Linked DNA regions of Sus scrofa: region 2 is linked to region 1. The links are chromatin contacts, called in public Hi-C maps. All regions are on one chromosome and are shown on one strand. The core of a region is the stretch at or near the end of the contact, and the rest is flanking DNA. Distances in the headings are between cores, read along the strand shown.

The links. Hi-C and Micro-C count contacts between places; a contact is called where the count stands out from the background.
Region 2: a Hi-C map of heart right ventricle shows a contact between it and region 1, with 2.2 times the contacts expected there. The contact joins two enhancer-like sites. A contact is called at or near these places in 4 of 47 Hi-C or Micro-C datasets (embryonic fibroblasts, epiblast stem cells and heart right ventricle).

What each region holds. Positions count from the first base shown.
Region 1 is chr7:98,862,290-98,869,347 of Sscrofa11.1, reverse strand. The region is part of intron 9 of TTLL5 (tubulin polyglutamylase TTLL5); the gene reads right to left. Among named protein-coding and RNA genes, the nearest start is that of TTLL5, 43 kb to the right of the region's middle. Within about 2 kb of position 4,342, at least 59 of the 83 cell types and tissues checked have an H3K27ac peak or open chromatin away from gene starts, as enhancers often do.
Region 2 is chr7:98,957,260-98,964,317 of Sscrofa11.1, reverse strand. All of the region lies in intron 27 of TTLL5 (tubulin polyglutamylase TTLL5), which reads right to left. Among named protein-coding and RNA genes, the nearest start is that of TTLL5, 140 kb to the right of the region's middle. Within about 2 kb of position 4,572, at least 18 of the 83 cell types and tissues checked have an H3K27ac peak or open chromatin away from gene starts, as enhancers often do.

The DNA of each region.
Region 1 (7,058 bases), core at 3,093-5,592:
TCAAGTTCTGATTAATTCACAAAGATTTTCTTGTTTTTGTTTTAAACTTGAATAACTTGGCCAGATTTTTTTTCCCCCTGCTGTGGCATGCTGTCACTTGAGGTGCGATCTCAGTTCCCATACCAGGGACTGAACTAGGTTCGCAGTGATGAAAGTGGCTAGTCCTAACCTCTAGGCCACCAGGGAACTCCCATTTGGCCAACATTTAAAATTCAGATGTTCCTTCCTGAAGCCTGATGGCAGCCAGGGCCCATGTGAGGAAGTGGTAGACAGCATGGGAAGGCAGCCCAGTACAAGGAGGTTATCCAAGCAGGGTGGTGGCCCCACAGGGGGCCAAGTCCACACAAGGAGGACATCTGAATGGAGGGGTGACAGGGAGGTCAGGAGAGCCGCTGCATACAATTGAGTAAATAAATATGTTGAAGATAATGGAAGTCAGATTTCTCACTTTTGGAGAAAAGAAAAAAAACATGAAAAGGGAAAAAACTAGTATGAACCCTATGGTTTTGAGCTAGAATTGGAGGCATGAGTATGAACCCCTGCTCTTCAACACAGTGACATAGAAATAAATAAGATGTAAGTTTGTACGTGTAATGTATACGTACATGTAGGTATATCCACACACACGCTTTCTAGGTCTCTCCACTGCGAGGACCTGAGAACAGAGACACCCCAGAACACTGACTGTTTCTAGCACTAGATCTCGATTTCTCAATAGTATCTTCCATTATAAGCAACCACTGCTCCTTGGAGAAAAGGGCTGATTCAGGGCTGGGGCAGAAAAGAAGATGAACCTGAAATTTCCTGTGCTCAAAGAATAAGGGGACAAGTCAAAAGGACACAAAAGCCAGCTTAAAGGGGCTGCCATTGGCCAAATCTGGGACAATTTGGGCATCGAAGTAAATCATTACAGTAAAGGATTATAACCCATTACATAACACAAGAATCCTTAAGTCCACATTGGTGGATATAAATAAATAAACAAGATGGAAAGAAAACTCCTGGGAGTAAAATGCCAAATACTAAAAAGGAATGATAGGACTAGAAAATCATCATCTGATGGTGGATTAGAAAATCACCACCATGGAAATAATTCATCCAGGCAAGAAAGGTCAATACATACTAAAATTACTGGGTGAAAATGATGAAGGGTGAGATTTTGCAAGGTCTCAAAGTATCTCTTCATAAGATATTAATTGCAGAGGGGACAACAAAGTAACTTTGCAGTGGAGAAATCTGGCAGATATCCTCGTTTTTTAAAATTATATAAATTATCTTTATTAATTTTGTTTTTTTATGTAGATTTAAATTAAATTCTGGGGTTACTTGCTTTCAGCCTGAAGAACTATTTTCAGTATTTCTTATAAGATGGATCTACTAGAAACAAATTCTGTTTTATTTTTATTTGGGAAAGTCTTAATTTAACCTTCATTTTTTTTCTCTTTGTTTAATTACTTAATGAATTTTATTACATTTACAAGTGTACAACAATCATCACAACCAAATTTTTAAAGCAGATATCCTCTTAATCAAGCGGTCAAACACCACTAAACAGTTATGTGCCATTCGAAATCAGGCAATGAGAACACAGCATCGCTTCCGTAACATCCTAGGCAAAAATATTTACTGTGAATCTCATTATGAAAAAAAATCAGACAAACCCAAATTGAGGGCCATTCTACAAAATGACTACCCTAAATCTTCAAAACTGCTGAAGTCATAGAGTTCCACTGTGGCTCAGGGGAAACGAACCCAACTAGCATCCATGAGGATGACGGTTCGATCCTTTGCCCCACTCAGTGTGTTACGGATCCGCATCGCCATGAGCTGTGGTCACACTTACAGCTCGGATCCCGCGTTGCTGTGGCTGTGGCATAGGCCTGAAGCTGTAGCTCCAATTCGATCTCTAGCCTGGGAACTTCCATATGCCTCGGGTGCAGCCATAAAAAAAGAAAAAAATAATAATAATGAAGTCATAAAAGTCAAGGAAAGACTGAGTTAATGTTTCAGAGCAAAGAGACTAAAGAGACTCGGCAACTAAATATAACATGTGACCCTGGATTTGGATCCTTCTGCTATAAAGAACACTATCAGGACAGTTGGTCGAATTTGAATGTGTCTCTAGACAAAATACTATTTTTACAGGTTTTCTTTAACTTTGAAATGGTTTCAAAATTAAACGTTTAAAAACAAAAGTAAGTTTCTCAATAAAAATCTAGATTTTTCAGCCTTAAAAAACCAGAAGATCTGGCAATACTACCTATCTTAGTCCATTTGGGCTGCTATAACAAAATACTATAAACTATGTAGTTTATAAACAACAGGAATTTAGTTCTCATAGTTCTGGAGGCTTGAGGTCCAAGACTAAGATGCAGGCAGATAGACAGCACCTTCTTACTGTGCCCTCACAGGGCAGAAAGGGTGAGAAATTTCTCCAGGGCTCTTTTATAAAAGGGCACTAATCATTCACGAGGGCTCCACCCTCATGACCTAATTACCTCTCAAAACGCCCACCTTCAGGGAGTTCCCGTCATGGCGCAGTGGTTAACGAATCCGACTAGGAACCATGAGGTTGCGGGTTCAATCCCTGCCCTTGCTCAGTGGGTTAACGATCCGGCGTTGCCGTGAGCTGTGGTGTAGGTTGCAGACACGGCTCGGATCCCTCGTTGCTGTGGCTCTGGCATAGGCCGGTGGCTACAGCTCCGATTGGACCCCTAGCCTGGGAACCTCCATATGCCGCAGGAGCGGCCCAAGAAATAGCAACAACAACAACAACAAAAAAAAAACAACTCCCACCTTCAAATAACACCACCTTGAGAGTTAGGATTTTAATATGTAAACCTGGGAGGTCACATTCAGATCACAGCACCACCATGCATCACAGACTTGTTGCCACTGAATAGTAAATGCCCTTTAGATGGTACATGTGAGCTCTGGTTCTCCAGTCTCCACCTAGCCAGCTGTTTAGTCAATGTCCTTGTGAACACTGAGGTTTGCGATTTGTGATTTAGATCTTCACATTTCATATTTCATCCTAGTTAGGTCTGAAAGCATCAACACAATTCTTTTATTAGAAACAACCTAAAAGTGGTAATTCTCTACTAGCTAGCCTAGGACCAAGTTTGCAAATACTTCTCCTAACACACATACTGAAATTTACATGAGGAATTGAGTCTTGAACCACCTCCTTAATGAAATCAAGCTTTAGGAAAAGCTCTCAAGACAGAATTTCATAGCCTTGACCTTTAAGCCTAAAAAGGGGGGGGGGGGCAGGGAGAGGGAGCAAGAGAGAGAAAGAAAAAAAAGGTGGGGGGGAACTCTACTTTTTTTGCCAAATCAGAAACTCTGGGTACTATTTCACAACCTACTGATGAGTAGAGAACTATACGTCCATTTTTTTTTTTTTTTTGGTACACACTAAAACATATTAGATTATCTTTATTCTAATAGACAATAAATTCTTTTTATTTTGCTTTTTAGGGCCACACCCATGGCACATGGAGGTTCCCAGGCTAGGGGTCAGTTAGGAACTACAGCTACAGGTCTATCCCACAGCCACAGTAACATGGGATCTGAGCCTCATCTGCAACCTATACCGCAGCTCATGGCAACGTCAGATCCTTAACCCACTGAGCGAGGCCCGGGATTGAACACGCATCCTCATGGATACTAGTCGGGTTCATAACCCACTGAGCCACAACAGGAACTCCTCTGACAATAAATTCTTAAATCAAAAGCTGTATTTTCTTTTTGCTTTCGAATGTTTCTCAATGAGAATGAAGACAATGGTAATAATTTGTCTAAAACTCTTGAGTGAGTGAGTGTGTGTGTGTGTGTGTGTGTGTGTGTGAAGGAAGGGTCTCGCTGTTAGACATACAGTAGGTACCTGACAGGCACTAAATGAAACCACACCTGAGTTGCTGGTTCAGGAGCTCTACTACATGGACCTCAAACGGGAAGGAAAACACAGTTAGTGGGGTCCTTTCACCTCTCCTTTGTTCTATGAACACGAGACCACAGTCAGTCCCTGAGAGTCTAGATGGAGGATAGTTAAACCACACATTTATTCTAACAAACATTCACTGCAAACACACAAAGTAAGGGGAGGGCAGCTCTGAGGAGACCCTGGCTGTGGCGGACACGTTATCTTTCAGCAGGTGTAGCCATTCAGAGCCACAAAGGCCTGGAGGATCAAGAGACAGCGCCTCAGGCAGCCGTGCCAGGAGCCACTGGGTTTCATCCTGCCCTGACCCAGAAAAATCTTATGGAAGAGAACAAGAGGCCCAAGAGCTCTCTGATCTGCTGTCAACCAGCTGCGGCCGGGAGACTGCCAAAGTGCTGCAGTGACGAGGCAGCGCCCTGCGGAGCCGTCTGGGAGGGGATTACCAGCCTGATCCCCTGGTCCTCAGAGCCAGAAATGACTCAAACTTCACAAACAGCAAGGGCCTGCCAGGGAGGGTGACAATGAGCGCTGGAGAGGGTTTTCTCCCCCTTGTCGGTGTCTCTCCCCTCCTCCTGCTGCTGTGGCAGATTCTGGACAGTGTGCAGCCCGTGAGGTAATCTGAATTCCTTGGCAACCGGCAAGTACCTGAATTCTTTCAAAACCACAGGAATCCAGCAGAGAAAAGGTAAATATCCCTGCGGAGCCAGTGTTAATTAGCAAGGAAGGCTACTGAAGAAGGAACTGGGGGCGGGGAGCAAGGGAGAGGCATTACAAATGCTTCGGGATCTTTTCTGAGTTTCCACTGAATAATATGGCTGAGGCCAAAGAGAGGCAGTCCCCGACCAGACCAACCGGGGCCTCCTCGGGCCTTCTCGGCATCCCCTTCTCCCACCTCCGCCGTGTGGGTGGAGCTCCCCCAGTTCCCTGGATGGGCTCTTTCATCCCCCCCACCCCACCCCAGTTGCTAGCGCTACCTAGCTTTGGGTCTCTGACAGCACATTTGGTTTTCAACTCAATTTTGTTTTAACTTTCTTTTTCAACTTTTTATTTTTCCTCTTTCAGCGAAAATTTGGCTGTTAGCTTTGTCTCAAAAAGGGCCTTCACAAATGGTTTAGACCACATACTGGATCCACCTAAAACTGTAAAATCCAGGACAAAGTCTTTCTGGATTCCACCTCTGAAAGGAAAAAGAGCCTGCACCATTTTGGTAGAGAACAGCACCCCTCTTTGGAAACCGGAGTGTCCCCTGCTGGTGCCAAACAACAACATACGAGGAAAGTCAAAAAGCAGGAAGGGGCAAAACACTGGACTCAAATACTACTGACACCATTTTTTAAAACGTCTCAATATTTTGTCCACATATAAGAAGAAGAGAGTTTTTCTACTTCCCATGTTAATAAGACAAGGACAACTGAAATTACTAGTCTAGAAAAAAAGCATTTAGGGTCTTTTGCTTTAGTAAATCTAAGAAGGTAAAGAATTTACACAAAATTCTTACTTCACAGAACCGTCTTATGAAATGAACTTAACCTTTCCGTCACCTAAGCATGACTTCTGAGGCCCCAAACAGAAATGATACGGGTTCTAAAAAAGGAGACCAATGACACTGCTGCCAGTTCTGTCTCTTTAGGAAAGATGATGGTTTTCCTTGTTGAGCCTCAAAGTAAAATGTTTGAGTGATCTCATCCCAAACTGATTATCTTCAGTAATGTCCATATAAAACACACGTGACCCAAGGTTACTAGAGACTGCAGATCTGGAGATGCTGTAGACTATTGTTGAGAGTAATGACACAATCGAGCGGATTCTGCGGATTAAAAAGAAGCAGAGGAACGCCAAGATACACAGCGGTTAAGACACAGCAACTTAGGCGCATGGAAGTTATTGCACAGAGCAATGCACCCTTGCAGGACTGGCTAATAGCCTGTCATAATGTATTATCCTCTTGTAAAGCTTTATTATTCACCTATGCTTTTAGGTAAAATGAGCCAAAGCCCTGAAAATTCATATTTTTTGGTTCAATTTAATCCAAGTTTTAAAAAAGCTGTTTTCCAAATTATTCTGAGAAAAAGCATCCACTAAAAAAAATTATGGACACATACTCAGTTCCTGCTGGAGGCATGAGAACAGAGTCACTCAATTCAGTGGGTTCTGACTTCCCACACACAGCCAATAGCCAGAGCACTTGCATGTCTGTAGTAAATTTTATAATAAATATTGGTATTGCAATCTGAATCACTTTGCATCTGAACCACTGAGGTTTTAAAACTATGCCAGATTTTACCAACAGAGAGGCTATTAATACTGCGGGTGAAGTACCTTTGGAATAATATGCAAAACATACTGCTATGATATCCTTGAGAAACAGCATGACCTTGAGGTCTCTGCCCTATTCAGGAAGCCCAGTTGATGGCAGGACATAATCAGCTCCCAAGAAGGGGAGAGGAAACAAGCTGGGCGAAGATGAGTGGAAGCAGGAGGGTGAAGGAGCTCATGGCACACAGAGGGAAACAGGGACATCTCAAATTACAAAATGAAAAATCTTCAGCACCTTATACACCTGAGCAGAAGCAAGGGGCCTATTTCACCTTCTTTTTGTCCTAGATACTATGGATATTCAGCTTTCATCCCTATACTTCAAAATGTGAGAGCACGGGTGTTTAAAAAACACTACAGAAAACTTCTTTCCTATGAAAATCTGTTTAGTAGTTAGTAGTTAGTTTGTGCCCAGATACCTGGTTCAGCCCTTTATCTAAAAACCAAGGAATATTTTAGCAATGCCCCCCTACCCTCCTGCCCCAGCTTAGTTTTCAAGGATCTAGAGAACAGAACTAGGGAGATTCAGTGGCCTTCGGTGTTTCCCAAGGTTCAAACTCAGAAATCTTAGTTAAAAATATGACCGGGCTTATAAATGGTATCACTGCCACCTGGAGGTGAAGGGAAGTCATGGCTCAACCAGCTAGAATCTAGTTCTCACCCTCTGACTCTAGTCACACAGCACATCAAAAATTTTTGATGGAGCATGATAATGTAAGAAAAAAGAATCTATACATGTATGTGTAACTGGGTCACTATGCTGTACAGTAGAAAACTGACAGAACACTGTAAATCAGCT
Region 2 (7,058 bases), core at 3,323-5,822, 95 kb before region 1:
GGATTAGCAATGAGATCTTGCTGTGTAGCACTGGGAACTACATCTAGTCACTTATGACGGAGCATGATAACGTGAGAAAACAGAATGTGTAACTGGGTCACCATGCTGTACAGTAGGAAAAAAAATTGTATTGGGGAAGTAATTAAAAAAAATAATAGGGAGTTCCTGTCGTGGGGCAGTGGTTAACGAATCCGACTAGGAACCATAAGGTTGCGGGTTCGGTCCCTGGCCTTGCTCAGTGGGTTAACGATCCAGCGTTGCCGTGAGCTGTGGTGTAGGTTGCAGACGCGGCTCGGATCCCGCGTTGCTGTGGCTCTGGTGTAGGCCGGTGGCTACAGCTCCGATTGGACCCCTAGCCTGGGAATCTCCATATGCCGCAGGAGCGGCCCAAGAAATAGCAAAAAAAAGACAAAAAAAAAAAAAAATAAAAAAATAATAGGAGTTCCCGTCGTGGCGCAGTGGTTAACGAATCCGACTAGGAACCATGAGGTTGCGGGTTCGGTGTCTGCCCTTGCTCAGTGGGTTAACGATCCGGCGTTGCTGTGAGCTGTGGTGTAGGTTGCAGACGCGGCTCAGATCCCGCCTGCATTGCTGTGGCTCTGGCGTAGGCCAGTGGCTGCGGCTCTGATTCGACCCCTAGCCTGGGAACCTCCATATGCCGCAGGAGCGGCCCAAAGAAATAGCAAAAAGACAAAAAAAATAAAAAATAAATTAAAAAAAATAATAACAAAATAAAACAAAGAAAATATTCAATCAAGAACATGAAAAGAATAATCTCTAAACAGTTACTTTTTACCCATTCCTTCAAGGGCACTTCCCAAGTAGGTATTAAATCATTAGCCACAACAACTGACATGTTTTAAGGGAGCTTTAAAACATATTCTTGGATACCGATAAAATGAACCTCAAGAAATCTATACACTAAACCGCAGGAGATAAGAGTTATAATGTTAACCAAATGTTTAAAGGGATTAGGAAAAGCAAGGAATCTCTGTAGTCCTGCTACATCAGCACAGAATTCTCTTGTCATATCTTCCCTCTCTGTTGAACGCTATCACTTGCAATAACATACAGGTACATATAGGCACTTAGTGTTCCAAAATCTAGAAGGAATTCCAGATCAGGAATCACCAAAGATGTTGCTGTGGCTGTTGTGTAAGCTGGCAGCTGCAGCTCCAGTGTGACCCCTAGCCTGGAAACTTCGACATGCTGCAGGTTCAGCCTTTAAAAAAGCAAAAAGCAAAAAGCAAAAAAAAAAAAAAAAAAAAAAAAAATCGCTGAAGACATTTCTGGAAAACCTTATAAGATGATCAAATCCTTCCTAGTGCTTCCAGTTTATACATTCAGTTTTTGTGAGTCGATGGAGGGCTGCCACTGCTGTGATAATTAGATCCATTCTTATTGCATCTCTGTGGATTAAGAAAGCTGCTCAATGATCAATGACTTTACTACAAAATAATCTGATGAAGAGTTCACTCAACAAATAGCTGATAATCTGGACAGAGCCACATATTTCTCAACCTACTTTGGAGAACTGGAGAAGCGTTTCTAATCATGAAAACAAAGGAAGTTCAATTCTTTTTTCTCTCTGGTAGTTCAAGCACTGGCTTGGCTACACTCTGCAGCAGTGTTAAGCTCAGTCACTACAGTCTGATGAGAGGTAAGAGTCCTGATTCACACAGGAAGAGGCAGGAAAACACAAAGAGAAAGATTGTGAAGTTAGAGAGACTTGGGTTTGAGTCCTGGTATAGTCACCTGCCATTTGTGTGACCTTATCAGAGTCACAAATCATTTCAGCTATTTTCTTTATCCATGAAATACAAATAAATAAATATCTACTTCATAAGGTTGAGGAGATAATGCATATAAAATACTTAGCACAGTGCCCAGTAAAAGTAGACATTCAACTAATGTCAGATGCTTTATTAGGAAGGGCAGGCGTGGTATCGTCAATAAAATGGAAGAGGAATAATTTTTAAAAAGACTATAAAACCCAAGAAAATGCGGAAGAGAAATTCTTTTGCATTTAGCAAGCATGTGATAAGTGCTTACCAAGTGCAAGGTTGCTGCACTAGGTGATGGGTTAGAAGGAACTGCTATCGTAGAGTTTATAACTCAATAGGAAAGAAGAGATGCGAAATATTGGTAATAGATTTATTATAGAAAGTGTCTAATGAAGGGCTAACAGGGCAGAGACAATGGAAAGACGACTTCTGGCTTTATTTATTTATTTTATTTATTTAAAAAAATACATAGAGTGCAGGTTATATACTAGGTTGGAAAAAACTGGTGAAAAAATGGACATGGTCCCAATTTTCAATCAAGTAACCTTACAGTCCAGTAGAATGGGCACATTCACTGAGTGTCACCCATGAGTCAGGTTTGGAGGCAGCAAAGGACAATGCCTCCAGAAGAGCTTACTATCTACGAAAGGGGATAGCGATCTGGACAGATAGCGTGACAAGTAAAACGGCATGCTTAAAAGCAAAGTGGCACCTATATTGAGCCTGGACAAGCACATAAAGTTAGAAGTGGTGACTGGGGAACACTTCCCATGAGAAAACAGCATAAACTAAGGAATGGAGACTGATAGGAATTTTAGGTAAGCTGCACAAAAACATGTGTGATGGGAGGGAGACGGGCTGGAGAAGTAGCCTGGAGAGAGATTCTATATATAGGCTTTGAATAACATTCGAAAGCTTGGGCTTCATACTGGAGATAATAAGAAGCCCCTTGAGATTCTTGAGCCAAGGAGTATTATTATCAGACTTGTGATTTAGAGATCCTTTAGAGCAAAGACCAGGATGAACAGAGGAGAATGGCCAGGAGACCATTTAGGAGGTAATTGTAGCTGTCCAGTCCAGAGATAATTAAGGCCTTAAGCGGGACAGTAGATGGGAGAATGAAACAGAAGAGATATATATCAGAGACATTATAGAGTCAGAATCAACAAGAACCTGGCAACTGCCCAGACATACAGAGAATGGGGAAGCAAAGAGAGATGATGATAAACCAAAGGCTCCATTCCTAATCCCTAGGAGAACCTCGGTGTCACTATTGTGGAGAGGGAAAAAGGGAGAAGAACAAAAAGGTTTTAGAGACGTTGAATACTTTCTGAATATTTTCGAACTATGTTTGGAATGTGTTGAATATTTTGGATCCTTGTAATACAGCTGGATGGAAATGTCTAGCAAGCAGCTGGCAATTTAGACACGTCACTCAGCAAACAGGTTCAAATTAAAGATGCATATTTGGGAGAAATCTGCAGAACAGTACTAGATGAAGCTGTGGGAAGAGAAAGTTTACCCAAGGGGAGACTAGAGAGAGGAAAAAAGTTGGGTTGAGCTCTGGAATTCACAGGTATGTTGGAGGAAAGCCATGAAAAGCAGGGAGAAGCAAATGCCCAGGCATCAACCCTCTTTTCTGATCAGAGAGACTCCGGCTGTATATTTGGGATCTATGTACCAGTAGCTTTTAAGAAATGTTGAAAATGGAACCTAGTTTTTCAGGGGAAAGTAGAGGATGAGGTCTCAGAGGAATTGCTGAAGGGCTGGAGAGGCTAAGGGGAGTTTTCAGGTAGGAGGTGGTCAATAATTGTGCCATGTGTTAAAATAGAGTGAGGATTAAAAATAGGTGACTGAAGCTGGCACTTCCAAGGTCATCGGTGACCTCTGAGAGAGAGTAGGTTAAAATGGTAAGAGATAAAGAGAGGTTATTTTAGAACAAGAGACCAAGGACCTAAGGAAAACTGGGGATTTAAAGCCTCAAGAGACACAGAAGAACAAGGGAATGAGACAGGATCAATTGGAGCCAGGACCTAGAGCAGGGAGGCACAGAGATCCAAGAGATTTCATCTTGATACTGAAACTCCCCCCACTTTACAGAGAAGAAAATCAAGGCAAGGTCTCACTGGCTTGAGTTTCTGCTTTTTTTATTTACCTGTCTGTTTCTAGAAACGGAAAAAATAACATATATGATTTAAAGAAGTATAATTCTTCTACTCAGAAAAAAAATACAGAACCAAAGGAGCAAGACTGCGGAAACAACTACAAAATCAGAACACAAATGTACAGTAGTTCACATGCGACCAGAATCGTGAAGGAGGCAGGAAGAGAGTTTCCGGCGCCAGATGCCCAAGCTTGTGATAAACTGGGTGCCACTGGCTCCAAGCCTAGAGAACATCTGTAACTATTTCAAAAATTTAACTTCCTCTCTGCCAGTTTCACCTTCAAATTGGATTTCAGAAATTGAGATTCACTCAAGGTCCCCTGTAGTACCCGAAGAAATTAGCACGATCTCCGTGATAACTGCTGGAGCAGAAGAAATGCTAAGGAATTGTTTGTACAGGAATGAGCGAGAGCGAAGGAGGAACCAGCGAGCAAACGTTCTCTGCCTCAGCACATGCCCTTCTCTAGGACCAGGCAGGAAAGCATCAGGGTTAAGGAACAAAAACGGAACTCTAAGTGAACTCTCCATCTAAGTGAAAAATGCGAGAAGCACAGAGTATCTCCTCCCTCCTATGTATCTGTCAGCACATTTCCAGGAGGCCTGGCCACATCCCGGGCACTGGCTGGCTGGGGAACAGAGCCTGACACAGCACATTCACTAGCACTGGAGCCCTCGCCTGGGTGGTCTGCTGTTATTCCTTTGATTAAACTCCCAGGCTGGAAGAGCTGGAGCTGCTCCTAACGATAGATAGCCGGGTCCTGAAATCTCACACTGGCCCGCACAGAGAGGGAAGCCCTCCCTCTGCCTCCCCGCCTCTCCCTCCTCGCCACAGGGCTGGGCTACTACGCCACATTCCTCTGTTCACTGACAGCAACAGCCACAAAGGGCTACTTCAGTGTGTGCGCAGTGCTACAGCTGTAAAGCACACCTCTCCTGGCACTGGGTGAGACAGAGGTAATGAGACCTCACACCCAAGCTCTACTCCGGCCCCTGTCAGCTACCACAGCGCTCCCTGCCACAGAGGAAGGATGCTTCTGGAAGACTCTGATTCCAGGGACATACACACTGATTTCCAGAGATCTTGCCCCCTAAAGATAACCAGCCTCTCATGTACCAAGGGAAAGAACTAAATTTGACCTGCTCTCTGCTCAGACTGGTTAGGTGTTTCTTGAGTAATCATACATGAGGGACATGTATCTCTGTATTTCAAGCACATACGTGCTGGCACAAATGCTTCCGCGATGACCACTTTGTGTGACAGAGAAAGTTCAATATTCTCAAGTGTTCTAGGCTATAAATAAAGTTAAATCAGAGTGGAAATAGTAAAAGCAAATGAGGTTCTGTTTTTAGTCATAAAAATTTGTAAGAATCTAGCCTCTAATGGAAATTCTGGATAACTCAAAGTTTTATAATCACATTTTGGGGTTGTCAGAGTTGCTTCTTTTTTTTTTTTTTTTTTTTTTTTTTTTTGCTTTTTAGGGCCACACTTGCGGCATATGGACGTTCCCAGACCATAGCCACGCGGGATCGAAGCTGTGTCTGTGACTTACACCACAGCTCACAGCAACGCCAGATCCTTAACCCACTGAGCGAGGCCAGGGATCAAACCCACAACCTCATGGTTCTTAGTTGGATTTATTTCCCTTGAGCCACTTCAGGAACTCCAAAAAAAAAATTTTTTTTCCCACCACCCCAAGAACTCCCAGAGTTGCTTCTTTTCTTTTGGCCAGTCCATTGTTCCTCAGCAACTTCACAGAGCAGGGAGGAAAAGGGGATGCCACTGCTTCATCTTGCAACCCATCCTCCTCCCAGCTACCTGAGTGATGCAGCCCAGTTGTGTCTGTGGCTCCCTGGCATCTGTGAGATAAAAGGCAGTCCCTTCTCAGGGCAGTCAAGGCTCTCCCTGAATCAGCCCTCATCTTCTCGTCCAGCTTCTATCCAGCAGCTCCCAGCCGACTCCTTATCCTCCATCATCACTAACTACTTCTTCACATACACACACTTGAGCTTTTACTCTGGAGCCTGCCCTACCCTTCTTCTGCCATCTACTGTCTGCCTTTAAGACTCAGTGTAGATATAACATCTCTTCCAAGAGGCTGCTTTGGCCTTCTTCCCACCCCCACCCACAGGCTGGGCTGGGCATCCCTTTGGTGGTTGGCATATTCCATGCTCGCACTATCCTGTATTTATGTGCCCGTCACACCTAGCAGCCTGTGAGTTATTTCATGCTGAGGTCTATGTCATATATCATCCCTGTGGGCTTAGTACCAAGACCTGGAACACTCTTAAGAGTGTAATAAAATGCTTCTGAATGAATGAATTAAAAAATACATTTGAAAAAAAGTTTTATAGAGACTGCCACTAAAAGCTTTAATGGGCTAAACAGTTGAAATCGTAAACAAAATCAGTGATTTGGGGGAAATTCCCCCAAATTTCAATATTTTTTATACTCGTCTTCCAAAAAAAAGCACAAATAATTTAAAATCAGCAAACCTTATCTAGCAGAAAGTCTCCTAACATCTTGCCCAGAAAAGCAATGCAAAGATATATCAGAGTTTATGTAATATAAATCAAAGCAATACTCAGAGGAAAATTCATAGCTTTAAATATAATAAAAAACAAGAAATGAGTGAAAATAAATGAAGCAGCCAACTCAAGAAACAGGAAGAAATAACAAAATAAAACAGGGGACAGCAGATTAGGAAATTGGCAAAGATAAAACAAGATAATTAACCAACAATAAAACAAAAGAATGAATAAATATATCCTATCAAAAAAAAAAGAGAAGGGGGAAGAAAATATTGATCAACCCTATCCTGCATTATTATAAGAAAATACACAAGTAAGAGGAAATAAAAACCATTTAAAGTGACTACCGGACACAAAGTTTTTTCTGGTGGAGCTGAGTTGAAGGAATCACGCCCTAAGTCAGAGAGAGGAGCAGAGCTGGCACCACATTCTGTCTGGGTGGCCGCCTTTCACCAGAACCACAGACATCTTATCGCTTGGCTCGGTTTGTAGGGAACCAAGGCACTTTCTTTAGAGCACAGCTAGGAATAAAAGGAAATAGCTAGTAAACTAATGTCTCAGTATTAACCCACTATCACATG